2 separate regions of the Zea mays genome follow, and region 1 is linked to region 2. A link is a contact called in public Hi-C data. All regions are on one chromosome and are shown on one strand. Each heading gives the region's core, a stretch centred on a gene start, on an enhancer-like site or on the middle of the called end of the contact. The rest is flanking DNA. Distances are from core to core; before and after follow the strand shown. Region 1 holds the start of LOC100280472. Region 2 holds the start of LOC100284720.

Region 1 (6,203 bases), core at 921-3,420, 200 kb after region 2:
TTTTTTAAAAACTTCAAGCGTTGGTAGGCTAATCTGTTGCTTACATATAGTAAACTAGAATTACACTACAAACATGAAAGCACAGACAACATCGATGGAAACTAGACTTATGAAATTGATTACAAACAATGAAGAAAAGCGAAAAAGGAAATAGAACCTCAATTACTTGAAGTGGATGTCAAATAATCAACTAAAGTTTTGAAGCTGCATAATAAGTAAAGTTGTTCGTTAGTTGCATGCAATGGTTACTCTTGTAAGCAAACACAACTGCAAATTGTAGGTTCAGTTAGTGCAAATCATACACAGACCTACACTACCGACCAACATGGTAAAGGAAACTATGGATCCGTAGAGTTATCGGAAATGCAATCAAATTTGGGTTGAATCCACCAACACATTGGCCCAATTTGAGATCCAAGAACCATGGTTCGGACAAACCTTATTAGACGATGGCAAACCCTAACGATGAAAGCAGTTCAAGAACACCTAAACCCTAACTATGAAAGCAGTTCAAGAACACCTAAACCCTAACTATGAAAGCAGTTCATGAACACCTAAACCCTAGTGTAAATCTATGCGACGTATATTTGGGCAAGAGATTGAATCAGAGGTCTAGAGAATGGAGAAGACACGAATCGTACCTTGGAGCTTGCAGATCGAAGGAAGCAGATCAGCTCAAGGTAGATCTATGCCCGGATCGATGACCTCCCTTTGGACAAGAGCTCGCAGACGACGTGCCGGCTGACAGAGAACAACGGCAGTGGCGCCTTCGAACCCGGTCACTTCGCACGGATCTGCCGGCTCGTGGGTCGCCGAAGCGGGACGACGGAGCCCCGTCGAGGTCCCCCATCGGTGGACGCCGCCCGGCGCAGGAAAACGCAATTGCGGGAGAAGGCAGCTCGCCGGGTGCCTTTTCCGGCAGCGCAAATGCCAGTGCTCGGTCGCCTCCAACAGTTGGCTCGGAGTATTCCGCACCCGCGGTCGTGCGGGCGAAGGGAGCTGCGCACCTCGGGGATAGCGGCGTAGAGTGCCCCTCCATGTAGTGTGAGAGAGAAGGAATCGCTACGGGAGAGGAGGAGGAGGACGCTGATGAACGCGTGGAAGAGGCACTGTAGCCGCTATAACATGAACAGTGATAGGGGAAGGGAAGGCCAGCAGCAACCATTGAACAAAGGGGGTGTTTGTTTGGGATTATAATCCACCTAGATTATATAATCCAACAATTTTTGAACTAACTCTTAGTTCAAAAATTGTTGGATTATATAATCTAGGTGGATTATAATCTCAAACAAACACCCCATAAGTCTTACGTTGGAGAATTTCCTGCCATTCCTATATGAAACCAAACACCCCTAGTCGGCTAGTCCAATCATAGCCGGTGCCGCCTGTCACCGTCTCCACAACTATACCGTCCAGCGTGACTTATCCAAAAGTTCCCCATCTCTATCGTCCTGCGTCTTTCCGATTAGCCTCGTCAAGGAAAATCACGGTCTGTCAATCTCGGCCCCGTGATACACTCCAGTCCACCTCCTGTTTTTAACTTTTAACTTTAACATGTAATTATCCGTGGACGCCGGGCAACGCTAAATTAATCGCTGTATCGCCGTCGGCGTCAAACGACACATTCCTCAAGCTATCCGAGTGGAGCACTCCCGAGTGATGCATTTCTTTACGCTGTGATTCATGACCAACTTTGGTATTAGCTCTTTGTATATGTTCTCCGTGTTAACATAGCTCAATTAGCCCAACAGTCTCAAATATGTCAGACCATCTTTTTTTTACTTTGTCTTCAATCTTTTTTCTGATTGCCTCCATTTTTTCCCGTAGCGAGGAAAGGAAAATCCATATGGTTAGAGAATATATAATTATATATTTGTTGTTTTATCAATGGTATTCCGGCGGCACTGAGCAACTAATTTATACCTATACTGTGCAAACACCTTTATTAGTTGCTCCAGTGGAGAGCATTACTTTGTCCCATTCATCCTAATCCGACCATTGAAACGAAAAACCGTTCAAATAACTCCCAAAATACAGTACAAAATAACGCCTACCATATATTTCAATTAAAAAAGACAAAAGAATAAACAACAAAAATCCCCCGTTCCTCCTTCTCAGGCTTCCCCTTCTTCCTCCACATCGATCCCCTCCCCCCTCCACTCGTCTCCAAAATCGCCAGCGAGAGCCATGCCGCCTCCTCCCCTGCCCTCGCCGAGCCTGACCGACTGACCCCACCTCGCCACTGTTCTTTCCCTTCCACCTGGGCCCCACAGCGCCCCCTTACCGTCGCCACCAAATCCCCAAATCCCGGAGGCACGAGGAGGGAATTCGTCGCCTGACCGATCGGCCGATCCACTGCCGTCGGCACCCCAATCCGCCGCTGCCGCCATGTTCAACAAGATCATCAAGAGGGGAAACCGCAAGGGCGCGCGCGGGGACAACGCGGAGGCCGCCGCGCGCCCCGCAGCGCCCTCCTCGTCCTCCGGGAGCGGCGGCGGCGGCGCGGGGGCAGCCGCGCCCGTCACCGTCAACCACGCCTCCCGGGCCACAGCGCCTTCGCCGTCCTCGCCCACTTCGCCGCACGTGGCGCCGTCTGCGCTTGCGACCAACCCGGCGGGGGCGGCGTCGCCGCCACTCCTCGAGCCGCTCCCGCTCCTCCGCGACGTCGCCGCCGCGGATCGCCCGGGCCTCTTCCTCCGCAAGCTCCGCATCGTCGCCGCGCTCTTTGACCTTTCGGACTCGCTCAAGCACCCGCGGGAGAAGGAGGCCAAACGCCAGGCTCTCCTCGAGCTCGTCGATTACGTGCAGGCTCCAGCTCAGGCTGCGGGCGCCAACGCACCCACGCGCCTCCCGGACCACGTCCAGGAGGCGCTCGTCGCCGCCATCTCTGCCAACATCTTCCGCCCGCTGCCACCCGCGCTGCACGAATCCGCCGCCGCGATCGACCCCGGCGCCGCGCCCGACGAGGAGGAGGAGCCATACCTCGACCCCTCCTGGCCACACCTCCAGCTCGTCTATGAGCTCCTTCTCCGATACGTTGTTTCGCCCGACACCGACACCAAGGTCGCCAAGCGGTATGTGGACCACGCCTTCGTCCTCCGTCTCCTCGACCTCTTTGACTCCGAGGATCCGCGTGAGCGCGAGTACCTCAAGACCGTGCTCCACCGCATCTATGGCAAGTTCATGGTACACCGACCATTCATTCGCAAGGCCATCAACAATGTGTTCTACCGGTTCATCTTTGAAACGCAGCGCCACAATGGCATAGGGGAGCTCCTTGAGATCCTTGGAAGCATCATTAATGGCTTTGCCTTGCCAATGAAGGAGGAGCACAAGCTATTCCTTGCCCGTGCTCTCATCCCCCTGCATAAGCCCAAATCTGTTGCGATCTACCATCAGCAGCTGTCCTATTGTATTGTTCAGTTCGTTGAGAAGGACTACAAATTAGCAGATACTGTGATTAGGGGTCTGCTCAAATACTGGCCAGTCACAAACTGCCAGAAAGAGGTGTTGTTTCTGGGGGAGCTTGAAGAAGTGCTCGAGGCAACACAGCCTGCAGAGTTCCAGCGGTGCATGGTGCCACTGTTCAAGCAGATTGGACGATGCCTTAACAGTTCTCACTTCCAGGTATGTCTTTAGTTGATTTTTTTGGCTTCTGGTTAAGTATATTGTCATCACCATGCCAGCATACACTTTTCTGTTTTTAGTCAAATGTGTTCCATGTGTTCCGAGGTATGCCTTTTTGAGTGAATGTGCCTTATTGCAAGTTCCAAATCATATTTGCATGTTGAGGAAAACAAGGGCGTGTTTGATTGCTGCGTGACTGTGCCCTGTCCAAAGGCTTTGCTGGCCAAATCTTGGCTGCCAAATTGGCCACGCATCGGATGCAAATTGAACTGCGCTTTGGCCTTGTGAGCTTGGGCAGGCCAATATACGGTATCCATCCAAACAGCATTAGTTCTGTTGGTCAATGGACAATTTTTTTGCTTGGCAGCCATTGGCATTGGTATTCATCCAAACACGCCCCAAAACTCTTATACAAGGCAGTGTTAATAGAAAAAATGAAACGAGGTGCATTGCTTTGTGCATGATATTTTTGTAAACTAGCACAAAAAAGTTCCATTAAGCATACACGCAAATGAGTTTTGAGTCCATAAGATGCCCCCTTTGATAATTATCATTTTGCACTAGTGCTTTTGTTATGGTCTTTATTGATCCCCTTTATAGCTTACTCCTGGCGGTATAGGTTTTCTACCATTCTTGGACGCTAGTTTTTTAGGGATCTACATCTGATCTGGGAAGTAAAAACTTGACCTGTAGGGGGTAAAACAGCCCCCAAGCATTTTGCTAAGAAGGCCTCATGCAAATCAAGAAAATCCCCAAACCCCTGCCTTCCCATATGTGGTGCACCGTAGCCTATGTGAGAACGGCAACGACCTAGGCCGTGATCTAGGAAGTCAGAAACTGCAACCCAGCATAAAGAAATGTTTTCATCATTTTTGCAGTTTCTTTTTCATCAGTGTCTAATCCTGTTATTGATGGTACGGATGATACGTTCAACTTTACCGTTTTGGGGAGATGTGTACGGACAAGACATCCGAAGATGAACACCATGGGTAAGAAAGAAAGTGCGGGCGCTGGAGTTATCAAACTCGTGGCCATTGTCGCACTGGATTCCTTGGATGGTGGTGCCAAACTGAGTGTGCACAAAGGAGAAAAAATGAGTGAGGGTAGAAAAAGTGTCGAATTTAAGCCGCAAGGAGAACATCCACAAATAATGTGAGCAATCATCTAGGATGACTAAGTAATATTTGAACCCAGAAATGCTTGGGACGGGTGAGGTCCAAAGATCACAATGGATTAACTGAAAATTTTGTGTGGCACGTGATGAAGACACATGAAATGGAAGACGAGTGTGGCGACCTAACTGACATGCATAACATAAAAGATCACTAGTAGTTTTATTACATGAAATCCCGGAATCTGCTAGTTTGGATAGGACTTCACGACCGGGGTGCCCGAGACGCTGAAGCCAAAGTGACGAGGATGTGGCGGCATGGAAGGTGGAGGCCGGCAGCCGTAGAGGATAGAGCGGGCCGGAGCTGCCGCAGCAGACGATCTCTCTCCGACAGTGAAGATCCTTCACAGAGCAACCAAAGGGGTCAAATTCCACAGAACAATTATTGTCAGAAGTAAACTGGCGCATAGAATTAGGTTCTTGATGAGACTTGGTGAAACAAGAACATTATTAAGGCGGAGGGAATCAGATAGAGTGGTGGAACCAGTGGAGGTAACGAGATGGAGTTCCCGTTACCGTCAATAATTGAAGAGGGAAAGGGATGATGTGAAGGAAAGGAATGGGAGAAAGTACCAACATCAGAGGACATATGTGTGGTGGCACCGAAGTCAAAGAACCACTCGTTTTGGCGAGGTGGTTGAAGCGTCATGGCGCTGATGTTGGAGAGTAGCGCCTGCTGATCCCAGGATGGAGTGGTGGGAGTCGGAAATCCTGGCGGCGGTGGTGCAGACCATGGTTGCTGTGGCGCCCCAGGCCAGGGACCTTGGATGCCAGCGATCAGGGACTGGGGCAGAGGAGTGGCCGGCTGTTGGTGTGGCGCCGAGGGAGCAGCTGACATCCGTGGTCCGGGCCACATCTGAATAGATCCGGACCAAGGATTATAGAAGCTAGGCCAGGTGTTAGTCGATGTAGACCCTTGCCCATGCTGTTTGGCGGGAGGACCGGAGCGACGCTCGCCTCTCTTGTCGCCACGCGTCTCGCGCTTGGGGTTGTTGGGGGGATGATGTGGAGGCGGTGGCTCCGGCTTGCTGGTCAGGGGCTTGTCGGTCGTAGCGGCGAGAAGAGCAGAAGCTGGAACTGTGGAGTGATGCGCAAGGGTGAGCTCCTCAAGCAGCAAATCATTCCGTACCTCCAGGAAGGTGGGGAGATGTCGCCCGCGCCGAAAATGAAGACCGATGCTAGTGAAGCGCTCATTTAGACCGCAGATGACGTTGATGACGAGAGTGCGGTTAGGGACCGTCTCGCCGAGGGCGTCGGCCATCCCTTTGAACTTGCGACAGTAGTTGGTGATGGAGAGCCTTGGCGGAAGTTACGAAACTCCGCGTCGAGGAAGAGAGCCTGGGTCTCGCGATTCTCGAGAAACTGGGACTCGATGGCGAGCCAGGCGCCGCGAGCAGGGACGTCG
Region 2 (5,938 bases), core at 943-3,442:
ATGTTGGTCTTCCAGATGATGGGGTGCCACCACAAGCACCACCGCAGCAGTCCCAGTTTCCTCCGCAGCAGTCCCAGTTTCCTCAGCAACCAGGCATTCCTATGGATTCTATTGGCCTGCCTGATGGTGGTGTCCCCCCACAGAGTCAGCCACTTCCTTCACAAGGCCAGTTTCTTCCTTCACAGGCACAGGGCTTTCAACTTGGTATTCCTGCTCCATCACAACCAATTGATCTCAGCGCTCTCGAGGGTCCTGGAGCGGCGAAGCAAGCTGCTCGCCCTCCAGCACCTACTGCTGTGCGGCCTGGCCAGGTACTGTGTATTTCCTGAAGAGATCTGATGGGTCTGGACTGCTTTCCTAGTTTCCTAGACACCGTATTCCATTGTTACAGGTACCACGCGGGGCCCCTGCTGCAGAATGCTACAAGATGGCTCTTGCTCATCTTGAGCAGAATCAGCTTACCGATGCACTATCTTGTTTGGACGAAGCATTCTTAGCCCTTGCAAAGGACCAGTCACGTGAAGCCGACATCAAAGCGCAGGCCACCATTTGTGCTCAGTACAAGATCGCAGTTGCTCTGCTGCAGGTAAAATTTGTTTTGTCAACTGCATCCAGCGAGGAATACGTCTGTGGTTAAGACCAACTCGCAAGTCGTTCACCTCTAACCGTTGAGATTCTTGCCTGAGCTTAGCATCCTTTGTTTCCGCGCAGGAAATTGCTCGTCTGCAAAGGGTTCAAGGAGCTGGTGCTCTCAGTGCGAAGGAGGAAATGGCCAGGCTATCTCGGCACCTTGCTTCCCTGCCCATCCAGGCCAAGCACAGGATCAACTGCATCAGGACCGCCATCAAGCGGAACATGGAGGTCCAGAACTACGCCTACGCCAAGCAGATGCTGGACCTCCTCTACTCCAAGGCGCCCCCGACGAAGCAGGACGAGCTCAAGAGCCTGATCGACATGTGCGTCCAGAGGGGCCTGACGAACAAATCCATCGACCCGTTCGAGGACCCCTCGCAGTTCTGCTCCGTGACCCTCAGCCGGCTGTCGACCATCGGCCACGACGTGTGCGACCTCTGCGGCGCCAAGTTCTCGGCGCTCTCCGCACCCGGTTGCGTCATCTGTGGCATGGGGAGCATCAAGAGATCCGACGCCCTCGCTGGTGGGCCTGGACCCGTGCCGTCACCTTTCGGCTGAAGGTCGAGTCTGCTCCTTTCGTCCTCCATCGGTCCTGATATTGTATCTATAGTGTTCAGTTTGCGTTCATTACATTCGATTCGTTGCAGCTTGTATTGTATGTAGCCTTTTTGACGTGTAGCACGCTTGGTGTTGAGAGCAATGTACACCTGTACTGTTGGGTTGGTTGTGATTATACACGCGGTTTTTTTTGGAGCTAGCAATGTAAGGTGCATGTGCATATCTGAGACGCGAACGTCGACGTGAAACGTTCTAGTCTCCATAGTTGGTAAATACAGTTACTGCAGAAACTCGCATCTATACGATAATAACAGTGATAGAGAGACCTAAGGGATTAATTGAATGGATTTAAATCTCTATCAAGTCAAAATTTACTTAATTTTTTAATGCCATTCAATCTATATGGATTGAATGGAAATAACGGAAAGGCCCTACGTAGATCCAGCCGTGGATTCCAGTTGGAACGTACTGTAGTAGTAGTAGACAGTAAAACAGTCATACTGAACGGGGTATCACGGGGCATATAACTTTATCGGTGTCTGTGCTGCCGGCGTATCTGCGAGGCCGCGGGCGTGAGTGCGTGACCGCCCACGCGCGCGAACCCCGCTTACCGCCAGCGCGGCCTGGAGCGTCACGGGTTCTGGGATGAACCAGGGACGGGGGCCCCGGCCCCCGGGTCTGCTGGATGAAGTAACGACCGTTTTATCCTAGTACTTGACGTGCAGTACATCACGCACCCACATGAAGCAGAAGCAGAACCAGATACGGCTTGCTGCTGCGCGCCGCGGCCCAGGACGGCCGTGTCCCCTTCTCGGCGGACATTAATTGCGGCATCGTCCTACGCAGGGACCGTACAGTCACGTCGGCTAACCGCGCGACACGTCGGTCGCTCTCCAGAGGCTTCCAGACCCCAGTCGGGTCGGGGGCCGTGGCGTCTGTGTGACTGTCTGTGTGTGTGGGGGTGGGGCGGTGCTGTGCTATGAATACAAAGCAGTCCGGGCACGAGCGGGCGGCACTCCTCTCCCTCCCTCACTCACTAAGCCAAAGCTGACAGCAGCATACAAGCACCAGCAGAGCTCTTGCCGATGGCGGTGGCCAAGCCCCCGCTTCAGACGGCCGCGGTCCTCCTCCTCCTCCTCCTGGTCGTCGCGGCCGCGTCGTGGCTCCAGACCGTCGACGCCGCTTCAGGTACGTACTACTACCTAGTAGTACCTAGCTAGGCGGTCGCCGGCCGTGTCTGACGCCGGCGCATATATGCTGCAGGGTTCTGCTCGAGCAAGTGCAGCGTCCGGTGCGGGCGGGCGGCGAGCGCGCGGGCGCGGGGCGCGTGCATGAGGTCCTGCGGCCTCTGCTGCGAGGAGTGCAACTGCGTGCCCACGCGGCCGCCGCGCGACGTCAACGAGTGCCCCTGCTACCGCGACATGCTCACCGCCGGCCCCAGGAAGAGGCCCAAGTGCCCCTGAGGCCGGCTCACACACGGCGCAACCCAAGACACGTGCTCCATGGGACTGCCACTGCTTTGCCTGCAACTGCGATCCGATCCATGCTGATGGGCCAGGCAACCTGTTATGCTATCCCTACCCTACTACTACGTATTTGTGTACGTACGTATCTTTGTATGCATCGCGCGTCCGTGTGATCTATAATATATAATCTGCTACCAGGTCCCGTCAGATGTACTGTTAGTGATAAGCTGAGCGACTAGAGAGGTACTGAATCCTCAGTAGTTGGTAGAACGGGCTGTTCCTCGGGACAGTGTGTGTCATGGTTAGGCTGCCTGTACTAATTAATGTACATGAACTATTGTGCTATATATATATATTGTCATAAACGCATTACGCATGTATGTAAAATACCAATTTTTTTTACCTTTTGACGGTTCCATTCCACCGTCGCCTTGCGTAAGCAGCAAGGGATAATGATGCTGGTGGATAAAACTTATCTGCCAGAGGCAAATAACACGCTATAAACCTCCGACGCGGAGCCAGCCAGTAGCCAGTCACCTCCTTCACCGCGCTCGCCCTTCTTTATAACACACAAGGTGTGTATACGTGGCCGTGGGGTGGTGCAGATGGGATTAGCCATTTCGAAGATAATCCAATGAAGAGCATTCTAAGGGGAAGGGATGCATGGGATATTTGTAACGCACCTTGTACGTTTATGTTTCTCTGTATTTCTGTAGGATGTTGGAGAAGCTATTTGGTAGCTAACTCGATCTATTTATTTATGCTGAAAGTTCTACCAGCATCCAATCCGTAGCTCTGTAAGAAGAACCGTTGCAGATACTCTTAGCGGGTCACTACGGGCAGCACTAACATGCACGCACCCACAAGAATAGGTACGGCTGGCTGCTGCCTCCTCGGCCCACAATGGCCGTGTCCCTTCTCGACAGACATTAAGGCTATCTTTAGCAGATCTCTTATCACATTTCCTATTTTATCTTTACACTATAAATAATGTTAAACAGTGGTCAAACAGTGTTATCTATAGTTTTATGTTCTCTGTTTTACATTACCCGCTTGGAGGCAGTCTAATAGCGCCATCATCCTCCACAGGAATCGGACAATCACGATGGTTAACCACGCCACACGTGGATCGCTCTCTAGAGGATTGCTGACCTCAGTCGGGTGGAGGGCCGGTGTGTGTGGCGATGAGATCCTCACTTCCAGGGTGGATGAGTTGGGGTCGTCTGTGGGGTGGGGTGGTGTGGTGCAGTGCGACGCCATGAATACAAAGGAGACCGGACACGAGCAAGCGGCACCTCACTCCCTCTCCCTCTCTCCTCAGCCAAAGTTGACAGCAGCCTACAAGCGCCAGCAGAGCTCTTCCCGGTGGCCATGGCCAAGCCCCCGCTTCAGACGGCCACGATCATCCTGCTCGCGCTCCTCGCGGCCGCGTCGTGCCTCCACACCGTCGACGCCGTCGCTTTAGGTAAGTGCGTACATACTACTACTACATGCGAGCGACACCCTTAGCGTGGTTGTCATCCGTCTTGATCCCGTGCATAGATGAGCATGCAGCCCAGAGCACGGTAGCCCGGCACGAGGCCCGTTTTTTTGGCCCGGCCCAAGCACGGCCCGGCCCGGTTGGCTTCGTGCCCGGGCCAGCCCGGCCCATTTTACCAGGCCGTGCCTGGGCTGCTGGGTGCGCCCGCCGGGCGGCACGGCCCGGCCCGCCAGAGAGCGGCAGGCACGGACCGGCCCGGTACGGGGAAGCGCATAGCCTCGGCTTCGGCTCCCGACCCGACACTCCGTCTCCTCTCTCACTCAGTCACTCTCTCGCGCTCGCGGTTTCGCTCTCGCCCTCGGCCTCTCCGTCTCTCCTCCTGCTCTGCTGGCTGCTGCTCACCGCCTCACCGTCGGCCGTCGCCGTAGTCTCTGTCGGATCTACGTCGCCGTAGTCTCTGCTCTGCGGCGCCCCTCTCCAGACTCCGGCTCTGCATCGGTTGATCGGTGAAATCCCTAACCCTAATCACAAATCCCTAACCCTAATCTCCGCTCCGGACTCTCCCTCCCACCGTCCCCCGTCATCGTCTCCGGCTCCGGGCTGCGGCTTGGCAGAGATAAGTCCCTCTCCGGCTCTCCCTCTCCAGTTGGCCATCCCAATCCCTAACCCTAACCCTAATCTCCTCTTCTCCGGCTGACCGACTCTCCCTCTCGCGTCGTCCGTCGTCGACCGTCGTGCACTTTACCCTCGTCTCCGGCTCCGGGCTCCGGCTTGGCAGGTATGTCACTCTTCCTCGCTTCCTCACCAGTTGACCATTCCAATCCCTAACCCTAACCCTCGCTGCTTGCTTGTGGACTTTGGTAGGTCGCCGGCCGACTACGGAGTCGTGCTAGTGCCGCCACTGCCGTCGAGGAACGGTGCCGAGATAGAAGTCGGTTATGGATGACGACGACGACAACGGTCGGTACCCTAGAACCATCAACGAGGAGCTCATTGAGTTAGGGCAGCTTCCCGATGACGTCGATGACATGGGAGATGCTGCTGCTGCCTTGTTCGGTGTCGATACCACTCCTAATCCGGGGCCAGTAAGTGATGCTGCTGGCTCTAATGAACTTGATTCATTGACTTCTTCTAGTACTGGTAAACGTCGATCTGCTGTTTGGGATGACTTCACTGAAGTCACAGAAAACCGTAATGGTAAGAAGGTGCGCATTGCAGGTATTTGCAAATTTTGCAAAGCTAGGTTGAGTGCTAATTCTAATGCTGGCACTGGACATTTGCTTAGGCACCAGAAATCATGTAAAAAGAAGTCTGATCATGCTGCTATGGTTCAAACTAGACTTGCTTTGAACCCTGATGGGTCTTTTAGAAACTGGGAATATGATCCTCAAGTGGCTAGAACTGAGCTTTGTCGTTTGATTGCTAGACTTGATCTTCCTTTAGGGATAGCTGACACAGATGCTTGGGATGAGTACATTCAGCATGCTCACAACCCTAGATATGTTAGAGTATCTAGGTTTACAACTGCTAGAGACATGGTTAAGTTATACAATGACAAATTAAAGAACTTAAAAGATGATGTTTTTCCTACTGTGTCTTCTATTTGCTTGACTTCTGATATATGGTCTGGTAATGCCAAGGAAGACTACATTACTGTTGTTGCTCATTTTGTTAATGCTGATTGGGAGTTAAAGAAGTGTGTGATAGGCTTTAAATTGATCCAAGTGTCTCATAATGGTGTTAACATTGCTGAACGCATTGCTTGTGTGATTCAATACTTTGGCATGATTGATAAAGTGTT

What was found. Hi-C and Micro-C count contacts between places; a contact is called where the count stands out from the background.
Region 1: a Hi-C map of endosperm shows a contact between it and region 2, with 3 times the contacts expected there. The contact joins the promoter of LOC100280472 here to the promoter of LOC100284720 in region 2. A contact is called at or near these places in 6 of 25 Hi-C or Micro-C datasets (ear, endosperm and leaf) and 1 of 3 datasets of contacts at active chromatin or transcription factors (leaf).

The regions. Positions count from the first base shown.
Region 1 is chr1:262,796,882-262,803,084 of Zm-B73-REFERENCE-NAM-5.0, forward strand. It overlaps LOC100280472, which reads left to right and starts at 2,171. Exons shown (of 2, transcript NM_001153392.1): 1 at 2,171-3,627. The coding sequence starts at 2,389.
Region 2 is chr1:262,593,172-262,599,109 of Zm-B73-REFERENCE-NAM-5.0, forward strand. LOC100284720 reads left to right here and starts at 2,193. Exons shown (of 2, transcript NM_001157615.1): 1 at 2,193-2,379; 2 at 2,455-3,057. The coding sequence starts at 2,277. The coding sequence ends at 2,654. LOC100384052 reads left to right here. Exons shown (of 24, transcript NM_001366858.1): 22 at 1-311; 23 at 392-586; 24 at 712-1,411. The coding sequence ends at 1,191. It also overlaps the pseudogene LOC103643756.